2 separate regions of the Mus musculus genome follow, and region 2 is linked to region 1. Evidence: chromatin contacts called from public Hi-C data. All regions are on one chromosome and are shown on one strand. The core of a region is the stretch at or near the end of the contact, and the rest is flanking DNA. Distances in the headings are between cores, read along the strand shown. Region 1 holds the start of Snx14 (sorting nexin 14). Region 2 holds the start of Mthfsl (5, 10-methenyltetrahydrofolate synthetase-like).

Region 1 (5,719 bases), core at 2,101-4,600:
ATCTTGCCAGCAGCAGCTGCTCAGGTTCCTTGCTACAGCTCCAATACTCAAATGAAAGACATACACACACACACATACACACACACAGTCTTATATTTAACATGCCTTAATCAGCTCAGTGGCTGGGCCATTCCTAAACTTCCATGTTGCTAGCGTCTCCCCTCCAATACTCCTGGATTACTACTTACTAAAATCTATATTCCATCTTTGCTACTCCAGACCAAATGAGGGGGCTGGGGCCGCTCCCCGGCTTTTACATAGCTGGTACTCTATCTTCCACATCTCTCAAGCCTGCATCCTATTCCTTCCCTGGAATGGCAAGTCTCCTCCTTCCTCAGTCTCTTTGCCCACAAATCCTAAAGTCCCACCTCTGACTCCCTGCCCAGCCATTGGCCACATCAAGTTTATTGACTAATCAAAGCCAAGTTGAGGCAGGGATCCTCAGCATCTTACATGCAGACATGTGGGTTTCTGTGTAACTTTGGGAGCTGAATAAACACTAGCAGCATTAGAACCAATCAACAACACCAACCCATCAAAAAATGCACCTAAACAGACAGTTCTCAAAAGAAGAAATGAAAATGGCTAAGAAATATATTAAATGCATGTTCATCATCCTTAGCACTTAGGAGAATGCAAATCAAAGCAACTTTTAACTTTTCTCTTACCCCAGTCAGAATGGAAGAGCAACAAAACAGCAAATGCTGGAGAACCGTAGGAAAAAGGGACCTTGCATCGACTGTTGGTGGGACTGCAAATTGCTGCAGCCATGATGGAAATCATTGTGGAGAATTCTCAAAAGGCTACAAGTAAATTTATGACAGGTCACCTACACCACTTCTTGGCAAGTGTCCACCAGGCTTGCCACCTTACTCCACACACACTTGCTCAGTCATGTGCACTGCCTCTCTAGTCATACATAGCAGCAAGAGATGGAAAGAGCCTCAGTGTCCTCCAAGCGATGAATGGATACTGAAAAGTATGGTGCAGATACATCAGGGACTACTATGTGTACTATAATTGCTGTAAAGAAAAACGAAAATGTAAAAAAAAAAAAAAAAAAAAAATCAGAGTAGATGAACCTACCAGTTCCTTTTGGCAGAAGAGACCATGTTTTCCCAAATGACATTCCATGGACAATATAAGCATATACAGCATATATGTTTATATCTATGTGTGTCTATGTGTGTACATGTCTGTCTGTCTCTCTCACACACATACACACATCACAGCAGTACACATCTTAAAGAGAAGTACATGTGTCATAAAAAGCTCATTACTCATCCTGCTCTGCACCTTCCCTAATTCTTTTCCTGAAAGGCTCGCTAACCACTTATTCAAAGAAAACACTGTGGGGGCGCTGGAGAGAGAGCTCAACAAGGGGGGGGGGGCAGGACTGCCCTTCTAGAGGATGAGGAGTCCATTCCTAGCACCCACATGGCCGCTCACTGATGTCTCTAATTCCATTTCCTGGGGAACCAAGACCATCTTCTGGCCACCATCAGCACTGGATGGGCGTGGTGCCGATACACCTGCAGATAAAACACCCATGGACGGGGCTGGAGAGATAGCTCAGCAATTAAGACCACTGACTTCTCTTCCAGAGGTCCTTGGTTCCAAATCCCAGCACCCACATGATGCCTCACAGCCATCTGTAATAGTGTATCTGAAGACAGCTACAGTGTACTCATACACATAAAATAAATAACTTTAAAAACCACCCATAGACATAAAATAATAAAATAAAAGGGACAGTACTGTGATGTTTAATGTCACTTTAGTTGATTCAATAGGAACAAATCGGGGGGAAGTATGCAAAAATAATTTTGCTCACAAATATGACCATTCAGAGATAAAAATGTATGTGTATTTTCTCCCTTCTTTGCATAATACCAATTCATAGTACAGATCACATATCACATTACATTCTATGACTTCCTACTTTGGTGACCTCAGAATTGCTAGTTCAATCTGTCCCCAACACATGGCTGATGCACCTTAGAGAAGAATTATACTTTAGTCAGTTTCCATCGAAGAAAGTTGAGGACAAAACTCACATCCTATAGTTTACATTTTGCTCGGCTTTGCTAGTCCAGCTTGAAACACCTTTCAGAGGACAGAACTGTATTAAGTAACTAGTAATGTCTGCTGTTAAAGGAACTCACTTCTCCCACAGCCCTACAATCAAGCACCTCATCATCACAAGCCGGGCACTTTTTCTGTAAGACAGTAATTCATAGTAATTACTATCTGTTAATCTATCGCTTAAGCCCCAATTCTACAAAGCCACCAAGATGGCAGAAACGAGAGAGAGAGAGAGAGAGAGAGAGAGAGAGCGAGAAATGAAGGAAAACAACAAAACTGTTGTCAGAATCACAGGAAATAGCCTTAGTGAAACTACTAAGTCAAATCTCTTGTGTATGTTTCTCACTGTTATTCTTGCAAATGAATTACTTCAAAATAAAAGGCGACTGCTTGTTCAAAACAGAGAAAAGAATGTGACGATGTTTTTAAGTACACATCTTTTCTACTATCACTGCACCCATACTACTTCTGGAAATATAAAACACAACAAGCTTCAGGGGCGGAGACTTCTGACCTCAAAATGTCAATTTAACTACAGATCTTGAAAAAAAAGAAAAACCAGAATATTGTAGAGTTGCGATGGGTACTACACTGCTTTCTGACTTTGGGTCAAAAACCAGTATTTTAAAGAGACGAAATTGTGGTTGCAAAGGTGTGTGCCGGTGTGAGGGCGTACTGTTGCGAGAGAAGGCTTCCCCAAGAGGAGAGGCTGCGACAGAACCTTGAAGCCACCTCCCTCCGATCACCTTTACTGAACTGAGGTGGCATTACAGATTGTAATTGTAAAACAGACGATAAAGGCTCGTCATTGAGAAATGGTCAAAAAGGAGAGGTTGAGAGCCAGGTAACCACGAAGGCTGCGTGGTCCCGGGCCCGCACCCGTCCGCATATCCGGGAGCAACCTGGGCCGCCCTTCCCGAGACCGCGGTGCAGAGTGCGCTCCTGCCCGCCGCCCAGCAGCCTGCGGGCTCTCGAGCGGCCGCCGCGGGGCCAACAGCAGGTACCTGTTGAGGAGCAGCGAGGCGACGCTGAGGCAGAGCAGCAGAAAGCAGAACAGCGGATACTGACGGCAAATCTCGCGCCCCACGTCCAGCCGCAGCCGCTGCTTCAGCCTCCCGCAGATCGTCCGCACCCAAGACCCCATCTCAGTCCACGCAGGGGAGGACGTGCCGCCCTCAGAGGCAGAGGCGGAGGGCACCCCCAAACCCCGGCGGCGGAGCCACATTGCCACCCACCACCCAGCTTCACAGCTAGACTCAGCCGCACAAGGCCCCGCCCCGCAACCCTCGCCGCGCGTGCGCAACCAACGCCCCAACCACACGCAAGGCCGCCCCAAGGCCGCCGCCACCATCCCGCGGGAGGACTGGGGAGCGCTCGGACTGACGTTCTGGCGCGGCCACCCACTTTCCTTATCCGGAAGTCCAGGGAAACCTAGAATGCAGACTGGCAGAAGAGTGTGGGAAAGCTAATTGCACAGCAGCCGCGTGCGGCTCCTGGAGCCCTCTGGGAAATGTAGTCCATACAGCGGACCCTGCCGCCTCAACCTCTCGGATTCTCGTTGCCACACCTAAGGGAGAGGAGGAAAGGACGCCTTCAAGTCCGCTTTTTAAAAGGGGATCAAGCTGGGGCGTATGACAACCTACCCGCCCGCCACCCACCCGCAATCCACCTCCGAAAGAAAGTCATGTTAGCCACGTAACCAACAACGAGGGAGTCACCTCACCCCGCGATCTTAACCATAACCCAGCGTGTGACGACAGCAGGCTTGGAATCTGGATAGTCCCTTTTAGAATTTCATTCAGCATTTTGTAGGAGCTAAAACTCAGGCATGTAAAGCGTTTGAATTTACCCTACAAACATTACCCTTAGAGCGTAAGCTATTCTAGTTTCAACTACAGCATAATCACATCGCTGAGACAAGCAAGATCCTGCTCGGGATCGCTTCTTAGCGAAAACAGAATTTCATGCTATTCTGACACTGGCAGTTTCCATCAAGCCACCTCTCTCCCCTAGACAGGGAAACAGAACTCCTTGTTTTCTCAAGTGTATGTGCAGCTTCATTAATATTTTCAATATTCTGAAAAGGTGGGTGATCCTTAGTGGCTCATTTCCTTTACAGGATGTACCATCCTTTCTTCCCATTACAGCTGTTAGAAATTCAGGTCTTTGTCCTTAAATTTACATGTATTCCTAATTTCTTCAGAACCAACTTTAATACAACGTGTACCAAAGAACATTAAATACACACTAGCAGTATCTTTAGATGACAGTAACATTTCCACTCATGAAGTGTGCATCTGTCACCAAATTCTTTATATATATATATTCTTTATATACTCATGTGAAGTTTCAAGGTACACACTTAACATTCACTTTTGTAATTTTACACTGTTAACTCCACAAAGAGCACGGTAAATCCCAACAGGGATCAGTAGTCTGGACACAGCAAATACACACTCTCAAACAAATCACAGGACCAAAGGGCTGTAACCCAGTAATAATGTTTACCAAACGTGTAGGGTTTGATACCGAGATTTGCAAAATAGCCTTCCCTTACTGAAATAGACTGGGGCTAATAATGAAATAGAAACCGTTTGGATTAAGTGTATGTTAATCTTCATGCACCGTAAAATGCCTAGTGTGAATCTAAGTGATTTAAACTGGTTAGTCATTTGTCTTGCATTTTGTATTGCTTTGCTTCTAAGTTTCTGAACTTGTTAACCAAGATAGTGTACCTTTAATAGATTGTTTTTCATTTCTGCTCAAATTAGACACCTTTGAAACATTTGTCTAATTCCTTTGCAGAACTTAAAATGAACTAGGCAATTTGTCTATATTGGTTTTAGAGTGAATTTCTTCCCTAACAGGATTTTTGGTTGTAATGAGGACTTAACTGTCTCATAAATTGTTATCAGTGCACAACTTAACTAAATATCTTTCCACAAGACCCCACTGCTATGACTTCACCCATGAAAATTAACTTCTAAATGTTTCTTCACTCTTAAAGTTTACTATCCACTTTACACTTATGAAGTTTTCTAACTTATATTAAGCTCCCTAGAACAGCTATGACATTTCCTCAATCGATCCTGTTTATGAAATTCTGCCAGGCAATGATGGTACACGCCTTTGATCCCATCAATGGAGGGCAGGAGCAGGTGTGGATCTCCGAGTTTGTCTTCAGAATGAATTCTAGAACAATCAGGGCTACACGAGAAAGGGGAAAAGAAAACGCTGTCTTGCCTAATACTATGAACTGGATTTGCTTCAGCTCCTGCACTCTCATCTCTGATGGATTTAATTGTAAAGATTGAGTTGGGTGAATGGTGCTTACTTTGTACAGTTTTAGGTTTGAAAAAAATGAAAATTACAACTAATCCACTGGTCAAGGTGAAAATATGAAATCACACTGAACTCCAGAGGTTTGCTACTCCCCACCTCCAGCTGCCCCACTTAAAAATTCTAAGCATTGTATTTTGTTAGTCTCTGACCATGTGAAATGTGTACTGTTAAGTATAAAATATAAAGAAAAAAACTAATTTTTTTAGCCTAACTGGGAGAAAATATAAAATACACATGCACTAAATAATAGTAGTGCCTTGGACTGCAAACGCAGAGCACTGAGATTTTTGAA
Region 2 (5,719 bases), core at 1,836-4,335, 280 kb after region 1:
GCGAAGCTGTCAGAAGCTGCTGGCAGAAATGAAGCAAATGGAAACCCGGATTTGGAGCAGGCCTGAGGCTTTTCACACCGCTTACTATATAAGAAAGTCTTTTTCTTAGTCTCTTTACAGCAGAGTGTAGAAAAGCAAGAGCTAAATAAACAATAAGACACACAGCTAAAATCGGTGTGAGATTATGCATATGCATTTGCCTTTCTTCCTCCAGCTCATTTTTATGCTATCTGTTAGGAAGGGAGGATGAAGACAATGATTCCTATAAGACAGAGGGAAGATGAGCCAGTATTTATAGACACAGCACCATTAAAACATGGACACAGGAGGTGGGCAGACTCCATTCTTCCCTTAGAATTCCAAACAGTATCTGCAAAAACAGAGGAAAGCTTGTAGCTAATACACTTTCATTCATAAATCCATATTTATGAATGCCAAGGGCCAGGGGTTTCATCCACTATCATGTACAAGGTCCTCAGTTGAGGCTCACTACCCCCAAAAGACAGAAATATGCATAGCCAATCAAGGATTTTCAACTATTTTGAAAAAACAAACAAAATACAAAATAGAAGGATTTTTTAAACATAAAAAAAATAGAATTGAAAAATGATTTAGTGACAAACAGGTAATTCAAAAGATGGGGATGATTTTTAAATTCTAATTAGTCTTCACAGACAAACTGAAAACAATAACTGAATCTATAAAACATTAATAGACTGCTAGGGAAAGGAATCAGTAAGAGACCTAAGGAATACTCATTAGACATTAAAACTGTGATTAGCCAAATGAAAACAATCTAGGAGGCCCTATGAGGGAGAAAGATTAAGAAAAAAAATAAGAAAAGTAGTTAAGAGACACAAAAGATTAATCTAGAGTTTTTATTATCTAATGAAAAAGAATTTCTGAAAGATACAAAGGAAAACCGGTAATCAAGATGTAACAGTTTGAATGACAATGAACATGATAGGTTCACACATTTGTTTCTTCAAAGGGAAAGATATATTACCTGTTTTACACCCAGAAGGTGGGGAATGAATTTAGCTAACAGCCTGGTGACCTCTGAACTGTCTGCATGGCTCCTAAGATTCTTATGTTTGTCTCAGTTATCCTCCCTAGACCTCTATCTTGAGCATTGTTTCTCAGTCAGTAGAGCCCATCTTTATGGGAGATGGCATGTGTACTTTACAAATGAGAGCAGAGGTGGTTAATAACCTGGTGACCTTGGCACTATCTATATGATGGAGACTACACCGAGACCCTTAACTTGTTACATGTAGTCAATCTATAGAATTCATCTCTACGGGAGAAGACTCATGTCCCTTGTATGGCTCAAGCCATAATTATTTAGAAACTCTTTTGAATTTGAATTAAGTTAATTATAATGAGGAGATTTTTCTCCCAAAATGTGCTATGTTTAAATATGCCTAAAATAAGTGTAAGACTCTAGAAGTTTGAACCAACCCCAGGTACCAAATCATGTTGAGTCAGACTTCCTTCTTGCTTCATGCTGAAGACACTCTTCTTACCTCTGTGGTCACAGAAACCATCAAAGTGAGCTTTGAGATTCCAAAAGCCCACAGCCTATGGCAGACCCAGGACTCTCACTACCTCCACCTTGTGGATAAGATGTAAGCGCTCGGCACCATGCCTGCCTGCCTGCCTGCCTGCCTGCTTCCAAGCTTCCCACCAAGATGATCACAGAGCAGCCTTCTGAACCTGTAAGCAAGCCCAAATGAAATGCTTCCTTTTATAAGTTGCTATGGTCATGGTGTCTCTTCACAGCAATAGAACAATAACTAAACCACAAGATATAATGCATAAATGAAAACATTGGTCTCTAGATTGGAACCCATAGGTATTGAGCAGAATGACAATAAAGTAATTAAAATTTGATTAATATGGACCAAATTGGAGTTGAAGATATTTTAATATACAATATATTTAAAAGTTGTGACTAGAGAGATGGCTCCGCAGTTTAAGATCACTTGCTGCTCTTGCAGACAACCTGGGTTCAATTTCCAGCACCCACAAAGGGACTTACAACCTTCCTGAACTCTGTCTAGTTCCAAAGGATCTGGCACCCACTTCTAACCTAAGACACCAGGCACACACACACAATGGACTTACATACGTGCAAGCAAAACACGAATACATTTCAACTACAAATAGTGCCAATCGTATAGGTATTTTCTTTAAAATAATTCCGTTGAGGATATACTCTTAAGGAAGCTGAGGAAAACTAAGTAAGAAAAGAGACAAAACAAGAAAATAAGGACCAGAAACAACCCCAACTCAGAAGCAGCAACCCAAGGTGTAATGCTGTGCAGTGAACGCAGCTAAGTCACAGCATCAACAGTTATCTCCCCTTAGATAAAACTCACAGTCGAGTTTTGCCAAAATAAAGGTACAGGCGATTTAAAACTCCTAGAAAAACAGACCCAAATTCCATGTATGTTCTAAGTATGGACAAATAAAATACAGCGCATTTTTGAACAGTTGTATCACTGAGCCATATCCCCAGCCCTACAATGGTTCCTTTTGTCTCCTTCCTCTGCTACATCCCTGATCCCTTAGGGGCGACAATCATGTTTGTCATCTGTATTACCCAACTCATAAAAAAAAAAAAAAAAAAAAAAAAAAAAAAAGGTTTACTAGGTGTTCAACACATGCGAATGGATTTCAATTAAACCGGAGAGTGATTCGACAGTCTCTACAGCTCCTAATGGCTACAATGCCTTTCCTAGCAATAACAAAATAGCTCTGTGAATGACCAAACCTGCCCGGAAGCTCAGCTCGCTCCCTCACAAGCTCCAGGACCAGCGAGAGCCGCCCTTGCCTGCGGAGCGCGCTCCCCGGACGACGCGCACGCGCCCCCGGGGAGGTGCGCCTGCGCAGACTCGCGAGCCCACCCTTCCCGGAGTTTAACTCCCGGCAGTCTTCTCGTACCTTCTGCGTGAGGAGGAGAGACTGGCGCAGCCGTTCCTCCGCGCTCAAGGCCCTCAAGCGCTGCTTCAGCTCGGCCCGCAGGCCCCGCTTGGCACTGTTTACCGTGACCGCCGCCATTCCTGGCAAGCACCGCCCCGGCCACGCCCATCACCCTCGGAGCTTAAGGGGCGGGACTCCAAATCCCCTGCCTCTGTAAACCTGCAGAGGTGCACAGGCCACTTAGGCATCTGAGCAGACTCCCGTCCTGTGTTGGCAGATAACAGCATGGTGTGGCGTCCTTGACCCTTCCTGCTTGATAGCTGGGGACTGTGCACGTAGCCCAGTGTGCTTACCCTCTCTCTCAGACCACAAAAGGTCGCCATGCTTCTGCAGAGGGTCTAACAAAGGCTGTCAACTATACTCCAGGACTCGATATTCATCTAATTGTGGAGTACAGGGCTCGAGAAGCTTCAGAAGGGCAAAGCAAGCCAGACATGCGTATACATCATACCGGAAGGCTCTTGGTTCCTCCTGGTCAATGGATAAAACATTCTCCTTTACCACCAAGTGCCTTCCTCTCCCTTTCAGTCAGTTGGCTCCTTACTGATAGATTTTGGGCCCGCTTTTATAACATATGGCAGGCCCTTTCTGGAGATGGATGTTCCCTCTCTGGACAGCTCAGGACTCAGTCAGACTGTTCGTTGTTATAGAAGTATTTAACCGCTGTTGCCATCTGCTGTTTAGAGACAGATAATGCCTTTTTCTAACAGGACGTTTGACTGAGAATGGAGCAGAGAACAAAGTAAGTAGATTTGAGAAGCTCTGACTCAGACTTGCGCCACTACGCCCGGCTAAGATTTATTTATTTATTATATGTAAGTACACTGTAGCTGTCTTCAGACATTCCAGAAGAGGGAGTCAGATCTCGTTAGGGATGGTTGTGAGCCACCATGTGGTTGCTGGGATTTGAACTCCGGACCTTCGGAAGAGCAGTCGGGTGCTCTTACCCACTGAGCCATCTCACCAGCCTTTAATTTTTCTGAGATGCAGAGATAGTTTAGTCCGTAAAATGACCAAGTACACCAGCACGAGAGAGCTGAGTTCAGATCTCTGGCACCCGTGTTAAGGGATATGTAGTTCAGTTCCGTAAGATCTAAGTGCCTGGAGACAAAGCAAGGTGGGAGAGAGAGAGAACATAGATGAATAGAATCTTATCATGAACAGTAAACAAACGCTGGATTCACTTACATCTACAGACCAGGTCCGTGTGCCAATGTAATATCCATTCACCAATGGTTCAACATGAGTGTGGTGTATGAATCAGTTTCGACTGAAAACATGTGAGACATGGAGAATCCTGAGCCATCCTTAGACCTAGGGAGTCCAAATGGTTATCTTAACATCATCCTCAGGTGATTCCCTACCCATAATAATGTTTGAGAATCACCACCATAAACCAATGTATTCATCAACTATTAATTAGCAGGAATAAATAGAACTTAGCATGGATATAGTCCTGGGTTTTACAACCAGCACTATACCAAATAATAATTATTGTTATTATTATTATTATTATTATTATTATTATTATACATGTTAAATTGTTGCTGTTAAATTCTGAAGGCAGGGCTTTTCTGGATATTCATGACAATTATATGTGGCTCCCTACATAGACACATCCCTTCAACAATAAATACGTAGTCTAGCAGCATAACCCAGGGGTAAAGTATGTACAAGTATGTATCTTGGTTTGATCACCAGGACTGCAAAAAATGATAGCTTTGATAAAAATATATGTTACATACGTACATTTTCTTTGAGGATTTATTTGTACCTATAACTGCGTGCAATCTTAGTGTGTAAAGCTCTCTAGGGTCATAAATCTGCATGTTCTATCACAGTAATGATATGTTTTGTAAAATGCTGTGTAGTGCCCATGCTGAGAGGAAGAGAAGAGAAGAGAAGAGAAGAGAAGGAGGAGGAGGAGGAGGAGGAGAAAGAGAAGGAAAGAGAAAGAGAAAGAAAGAGAAAGAGAAGAGAAAGCTGGCCAAGAATGCATGGTGGGGGGGGAGGGAGGAGACAGAGAGGCCAGAGGCAAGGTCCTCAGAGAGAAAGCAGAAAGGATCAGAGGGAGCCCCTAGAGGCCAAACAGTCCTTTTATAGCAAGCCAGGCTCCTGACTTGAGACCCTGACTCAAAACAAAAGCAAAGAAACCTTGCATGAAATATCTTGACCTTGGTGGCACACACCTCTCCTCTCAGCACTCAGAAGACTGAGGCAGGAAGACTGTGCTGATAGGATCATGCTGTGCTACACCTTGAGAAATGTGTCTTCAAACACAAACAGTTTCAAGGTTTGAAGGTGAAATTCCCCCAACCACAGTCTCATGTCTGAACACTTGGTCCCCTATCTGTTGGCACTGTTTCAGGGTGTTGTAGAACAGTTCTAACAAGTGACTGACTCACTGTGGGCATCAGAGCTCAAAAGTGATTACTGGGTCTGACTCACCTCTGTAAGATTCTAATTAACTTCCTACCTGGTCTTCTTGCTTATTCCTTCCCACTTCTCCAGTTTAAAGGTGGCAATAAAATAGAAGACCATGCTGTTTATGATATGGTGGCATTGCTATGCACAAAGCCTGGAGGCTCAACCTCCAGCACCACACAAACTGAATATGGCAATAACATGTCTGTAATCCTAGCCCTCACGATGTGGAGACAAAAAGAACAGAAGTTAAGTTCATTACTGACTTGCCCAGGGTCTTCATCCCTTCAGTGAGGAATCACCTCCAAGG

Evidence for each region. Hi-C and Micro-C count contacts between places; a contact is called where the count stands out from the background.
Region 2: a contact with region 1 is called in a Hi-C map of B cells, with 21 read pairs. The contact joins the promoter of Mthfsl here to the promoter of Snx14 in region 1. A contact is called at or near these places in 1 of 39 promoter capture datasets (liver), 1 of 484 Hi-C or Micro-C datasets (B cells), 2 of 115 datasets of contacts at active chromatin or transcription factors (the 230-238 cell line and CD8 T cells) and 1 of 9 other capture datasets (adipose tissue).

What each region holds. Positions count from the first base shown.
Region 1 is chr9:88,435,579-88,441,297 of GRCm38.p6, forward strand. Snx14 (sorting nexin 14) reads right to left here and starts at 3,351. Exons shown (of 29, transcript NM_001359958.2): 1 at 3,090-3,351. The coding sequence starts at 3,229.
Region 2 is chr9:88,716,713-88,722,431 of GRCm38.p6, forward strand. Mthfsl (5, 10-methenyltetrahydrofolate synthetase-like) reads right to left here and starts at 3,086. Exons shown (of 3, transcript NM_001128601.1): 1 at 2,947-3,086. The coding sequence starts at 3,063. It also overlaps a transcript of Gm10634 not described here.